Linked DNA regions of Arachis hypogaea: region 1 is linked to region 2. Evidence: chromatin contacts called from public Hi-C data. All regions are on one chromosome and are shown on one strand. Each heading gives the region's core, a stretch centred on a gene start, on an enhancer-like site or on the middle of the called end of the contact. The rest is flanking DNA. Distances are from core to core; before and after follow the strand shown.

The links. A called contact is a pair of places that touch in the nucleus more often than the background predicts.
Region 1: a contact with region 2 is called in a Hi-C map of an unstated tissue, with 4 times the contacts expected there. The contact joins the promoter of LOC140183402 here to the promoter of LOC112790182 in region 2. A contact is called at or near these places in 2 of 8 Hi-C or Micro-C datasets (leaf and an unstated tissue).

Annotation. Positions count from the first base shown.
Region 1 is chr3:33,032,643-33,035,950 of arahy.Tifrunner.gnm2.J5K5, forward strand. LOC140183402 reads right to left here and starts at 1,891. Exons shown (of 1, transcript XM_072231816.1): 1 at 1,172-1,891. The coding sequence starts at 1,891. The coding sequence ends at 1,172.
Region 2 is chr3:32,904,713-32,908,012 of arahy.Tifrunner.gnm2.J5K5, forward strand. It overlaps LOC112790182 (probable 3-hydroxyisobutyrate dehydrogenase-like 1, mitochondrial), which reads right to left and starts at 1,615. Exons shown (of 1, transcript XM_025832449.3): 1 at 132-1,615. The coding sequence starts at 1,283. The coding sequence ends at 282.

The sequences.
Region 1 (3,308 bases), core at 641-3,140, 130 kb after region 2:
TAAATTTTTCTTAACAAGCTTAGAAATTTGGTACATGCTAGCGTGACCCAACTTCTTGTGCCAAAGCCATTTTTCAGATTCTATTGAGGTAAAATATGTCACATTTGATCTTTTAAGTCCTCTAGAGTAAGTCCATACACATTGTTACATCTTTTTGCCTCAAACAAAACTACACCGGATTTTTCACAAATAACTAAGTAGTCTAATTTTCTAAATATAACTAAATATCCAAGACCACATAATTGACTATTGCTTAGTAAGTTGTGTTTCAATCCATCAACAAGAAAAACATCATTCATGAAAGATGAGAAATTCTTACCTACTTTACCTATGGCCACTATCTTTCCTTTACCATTATCACCGAAAGTTACAAACCCCCCATCATACTCATCAAGCTTGATGAAGAATGTGGATTTTTCGGTCATATGCCTAGAGCATCCGCTATCTAAGTACCACATGTTGTCCTTTCTTTTGGATTCTAGGCACACAAAAAAATCTTAAGTGACCTTAGGTATCCAAATCTTTTTGGATCCTTGAATGTTAAACCACCTCCTTTGGCCAAGACCATTATAGTTGCCAACTATTTTGTACACTTTATCTCCAATAATTTTTTCACATATAAAACATTGAATAAGAAAATGCCCATCTCAATTGCATAAATGACAAAACCTTTTTGGTTGCTATTTTTTTATATTAGTTGGGTTTTGAAACTTTATGTCATCTGAAGTAGAAGCCATATTTGAAAAAGGTTATCTTTCAAAAGTGTTTTTAGATTTTTTATGAAAACCCAATCCAGCCTTTTCATAAATATGTTTTTGACTAGCCAAGAGTTTATTTAGATTTTCAGAACTTTGAGTAAAGTTGGCCAGATCTTCTTTTAAGCTTTTTACCTCTTTGTGAAACCTTTCATTTTCTTCAAAATAGTTCAAGTATACAATCACAGAATGTTGTTTCTCATAGCCCTTAAGTTCAGCCTTTAGTAGCTTGTTTTCTTCAACAAGATCAACAACGGTTTCGACTTCCCTTAATTTATCTTTGAGAAAAGTGTTTTCTGCCTTCAGGATGTCATTTTGAGATTCAAGTTCATGATTTTTATTTAAGAAGCATCTTAGTTTCTTAGTGAGATAATCAATCATAAGATGAAGGTCTTCAGTAGAAGGTTCAATGAAAATTACCTCATTAGTTTGATCGGCCATGAGGCAGGTTTGAGATTTGTTCTCTGATTCTTTTCTTTCTTGGAATTTTCTTCTTTCTTCAACTTTGGATAGTTAAACTTGTAATGTCCAACCTCTCTACAGTTGTGGCAGATGATCTTGTTTAAGTCCCTTTTTGGTCTTCCTAAGCTGCCTCCCTTGCATCTTTCTTTAACCTTCATCATTTTTCTAAATTTCTTAGCAAAAAGAACAAACTCATCATCAGATAAGTTATCACTGGATTCATCATCTAAGGACTCAGTGAATGATTTGAGAGCAATTTCTTTCTTTTTTGTGTCATTTTTTAAGTAAGTGGTTTCAAAAGCAAGTAAATTTCCTCTCAGATCATCATATGTCATTTGATCAATGATACTGCTCTTAGCTATAACCATAGCCTTAATTTCCCACTCTTTATTGAGACTTCTTAGAACTTTCCTCACTAACACAGGTTTAGGGTGAGTAATCCCCGTAGCATCTAGGCCATTGATGATGACGTTGAATCTTTCAAATATTTCATCAATAGATTCTCCTTCCTTCATAGAGAATATTTTGTACTCTTTGCTCAACATGTCTATTCTGGTTCTCTTGACTTGGGTAGTCCCTTCATGGGTGACTTGGAGCTTGTCCCAGATTTTCTTTTCTATTTTACATCTTGATACCTTTCGGTATTCCTCGAAGCTGATAGCACAATTAAGCATGTTGACAACTTTGGCGTTGAGCTCTATCTTCTTTTATCTTCATCATTCCATTTGTCCTCAGTCTTAGAAATCACTACACCATCTGCTTTTGTTTTGGTTGGGATTTGGAGACCATTCAAGATTATCATCAAAATGTTATAATCTACTGATTAAACAAAGATCTTCATTCTCTCATTCCAATAGTTGTAGTTCTTTCTATTGAAGAACAAAGGTCTGTTATTGGATTGGCTTTCTGTCAGAGTGTATGCCACCATGTTGGAGCCATTGTTGTTCGCCATCAGGATCTTTTGTCCAAGCTACAAAGCTTGATCTCTTTGAAACTAAGCTCTGATACCAATTGATGGTTATCAGTGGCTAAGAGAATGGGGGATTGAATCTTAGCATCTCTTGTGAATATTACTTTTTGTTTTCTCAAAGAAACTTAGGAGATGTGTTTGCTTTTGTCTTGTATCGAGTTAAGAGACACTTTATTTTTATCTCTTGAGTAGCAAAAGTAGAAGTGAAGTAGAGAGGAAGAAGTGACACACAGATGTATCTTAGTTCAGCTACCTAGTGCAATGTAGCCTATATCTAGTCTCCATCATAATTATGATGGGATTTCACTAACTTTTTCAACATATTACATACACCAATGTTTTTCTAGGATCTACCCAATCCTATCTGGGACAAATTCATATTCTAACACAATCTGAATTTGACTAGATCTCAATCTAGTTTTCAACAGTAAAGTGCTAACCCAACTTACAAGGGAATCTCCACAGGATCATGACTTAAAACAGAAAGATGTATAAAGAAAATCTGAAACATCTTATGGCTTTTTCTCCAAGTTTTACTAACTATTTTTTACCTCTCATTGGCTTTTCTTACAAACCTCACCATGTTTGCCTTTTTTCAATGAGACTCAGACAGACTAAATTGAGAAAAAGAGAATACTAAATGAGAACCATGAAGGAGAAGAACTCAAAAGTTTAGGAAGCTATAAGAACTGAACACTGTGCTTCGTTCTTACTCTCTTGCCTTCAACCCTTGGCCATTCACCCTTATTATAGAAGAGTGAAGCTTCCCAGGTTGAAGCTAGTTCACAGTCCATACTATCTTCTTCTCCTTCACAGAACTTGTAGCGGCTTTGTCAGTGAGGAGAGAAAAATCTGAATTGGTTGCATGCAACTTACCCATTCTCTCTCATTCTTTTTTTCAAGTTTCTTCAATCTTGACCGTGGAGCCTTGCTTTGGCTTCAAGTTTTATTTCTGAGCATTGATGAGCTTCTAACAATTGTTGACTTTGCTTTCTTCATTGTTGCTTGTTCTGTTCTTGGTTCTTGGCAGATTTCTCCTTGATTCCTTGATGAAGCACAAAAGAAGAAAGAAATTTTTTGATGTGTTTTGACCGAAGAGTGACTAGCTTCTTGGTTGTAGT
Region 2 (3,300 bases), core at 365-2,864:
AGTTAGTAGCTATCACCTACTAACAACTGCTCAATTGTTCATATCGTGTCCGAATTATACGATGAGGACCCCTTGTAGAAAGCGGGGGGTTGACTTGAACTAGAAAACACTGATTACCAAAACGTACAAAGTAGAGAAAAGCGGCCAAGCAATCTGATGCAAGTAACATACGACACCAGTCTAATTGAATGTACATCATCACATAATAATAATAATAATAATAATAATAAGTCGAAGAAGAAGACAATTTCAGTGTTCAGAGTTCCATATCCTCCACAAACCTAAGAGGAAGCAATTGCAGGTGCAAGTGAAACATTGTTGAGCCTCTCGAGAACCAAAATAAGAGCTTGGGTGCCCAAATTGCCTTCACCGTGAGCCCTGAGAGAAACATATAGCTGCTGAGCAAGAGCCAAACCAGGCAGGGAGATACCCATATTCTGGCACTCCTTCAAGCAAATCCCTAAATCCTTCACAAAGTGGTTCACATAAAACCCTGGCCCCAAATCCCTCTTCAATATCCTCTGTCCGTACAAATCCAGTGACTTCGAACCCGCCGCACCGGTAGAAATCGCATCCAGGTACAACCCTACGTCCAGCCCCGCCTTGTGCGCGTACACCATCCCCTCCACCAACCCCACCATCGTCGACGCTATCGTAATCTGGTTCGCCAGCTTCGCGAATTGCCCCTTTCCGCTTCCTCCCATGTAGTTCACCTTCCCCATCAGCGAGAACAGAGGTTGGAGCCGCTTAACCACCGATTCCTCTCCTCCAGTGAAGATTGCCAGGGTTCCGTTCTTGGCGCCGCGGTCGCCGCCAGATACGGGAGCGTCGATGGAATGGCAGGATTTGGAGGACGCCGCGGCCGCGATCTCGACGGCGAGGGAGGGCTCCGAGGTAGTCATGTCAACAAGGATGCCGCCAGGCCGGAGGCCGGCGAGGGCGCCGGAGTGGGGATCGAGAAGGACGGCGCGAACGTCGGAGGGGTAGCCGACGATGGAGAAGACGACGTCGGAGTTGGAGGCGAGGGAGAGGGGATTATCGGCCTGGTGGGCCCCCATTTTGAGGAGGGGTTGGGCCTTGGAAGGGGTGCGGTTGAAGACCGTGAGCGTGTAGCCGGCTCGTATGAGGTGGGAGCACATGGAGAGGCCCATGACGCCCGTACCTATCCAGCCCACGCGGGTGTTGGATGGGCTTATGGGCTCGGCAGCGGCGGAGGAGGCCATGTAGCGGCGGGCGATAACTTGTGGAATTGAGATTAAGCGTTGGGAGAGTGGCAGTGGCATCTCGCTTGTTTTGTTTGACGGCTGCTATATATATCTCATTTTCCCCCCCTTGTCTTCGCACCCCATTATCCAGCTTTGTCTTTGTCCCTAGATCTTTTAAGATGCGATGCTTCTATATACTACTGTGAAGTCTAGGGTTTTTGGTACAACAATAGGAACCCACAGTCACACCTTTGAAAATACCCAAAAACATTCAAAGGAATAAACAGAGAAATAAATATGATGATATGATTTAACAAACAACTTCTCTAAATTTTGATTTTCTTTTTCTTTTTCAGAAGAACAAACTCTCAATTGTAGAATTGTTTAGTAGTGAGATAATAGTATATCTAAAATTCAATCTATTATAATTAATTTGGGTATAAATGAAAGATGGTTGAGAATAAGTGGTATAGTCACAATTTAATTTATCATGTATTAAATAATTAGTTATTTTTATTATATGTATAATTTAATTAAATGGTTAATATAATAAGTTTTTTTTATTAAATTTAAAATTTTTTTATTATAATAATGATCATAATATTGAGAGACAAATATTTTATAATTTAATTTAAACTATTATTGGCCATAAGATTATTAAAAGGTACATTAATAATTCACATAAATCAATATATATGTATTATGCATATAGAGATATGATAATTAAATATTTAGGATTTAATTTTGTATGATTTTGTTTGTTTTGGATGAAGAGTTCTTGAGATTTGAAGAATTTGGTAAAATTGGTAAAACTTATTTTTAACCAACTTCGATAGGCCATAATTTGGTTTTCGAACCTTCAAATTTTGTGAAACTTATCTTAAATGAAAACTAGGTTCGAGTAGCTTATGACATTCGAAGAACGGACGAAAATCATTTTTTTACGGAAAATTTATTCGCATTTGAAGTTTTGATAAAAAAAAATTGAACTTTCTGCAACATATCAGCTTTTTGAAAATCCTGCATTCGTGCGTACGTGGAAGTGTCATGCGACGCGAGTAAATGGTTCTGCCTAGTACTCTCGCATATGCGAGAGTAGTCCGCGTACGTGACAATGTCAATTTTTAAACTCATGCGTACGTTGCAATGTCGCGCGTGCGAGCAAACGTTTCTAACAATATTCTCGTGTACACGAAGGTGGTCCACGTACGCGACATTCCCAAATTTTGAAATTTATGCGTACGCAGAAGGTGCTTACGTACACTACGACCTTGTTTTGCTAAAAATGAATTTTTAAGTTTTCAACCACTCCTCTAGCTTTCTAAACCTCTGTAAGCCTTGTTATGAGTCTAGAGCCGGTGTAATAGAGGGTAGAGAATTTAGGAATGAGACCTAATAGGGTGAGACAGTGAATTAGAAAAAGATGGAATAAATATAATGAGAGATGTGATGAGGATGATTATGATAGTTGATGTTGATTGAGGATGATGAGGATGATTATGATAATGAGAGATAACGATGATTGATTCTGAATATGATTTTGAATGAAGTGAAATGAGATTGAGGGTGAATTTAATAACGAAATTGACTTTGACTGAGATATACCTGTCTGGATAGATGTAGTGGCTTTGTTCTACTTGCTCTGGGATGTGGTAAAATATACGTGCCTGGGTAAATGTAGCGGCATTATTTCACATGCTACGGGATGTGTTGAGATATATCTGTCTATGTAGATGTAGTGGCGTTATTCCACTTGCTCCGGATTATGGTTTGAGATTCTGGGGTAGACGCAAGGATTGTGGTTTTGTCCCGCTTGCTCCCAGTTGATATTTGAGCTTCTGGGGTAGATACAAGAATTGTGGTTTTTTCCCATTTGCTTCTAGTTGAAATGTTAATCCTCCATCGCAAGATGTGGCCGGACACTTAGACCTTTCCGGATAATTCCTCCAAGAGATGTAAATTCCTCTTGAGAGATGCGTGCACGTAGGGACTATCCAGGATTAGCTACTGGACATGTCGGGTTTGGCTGTATAACCGACAAATAAGCTCATCGGCCATAGTGCAGGCATGCATTATTTGTATTTGATTGATCTGT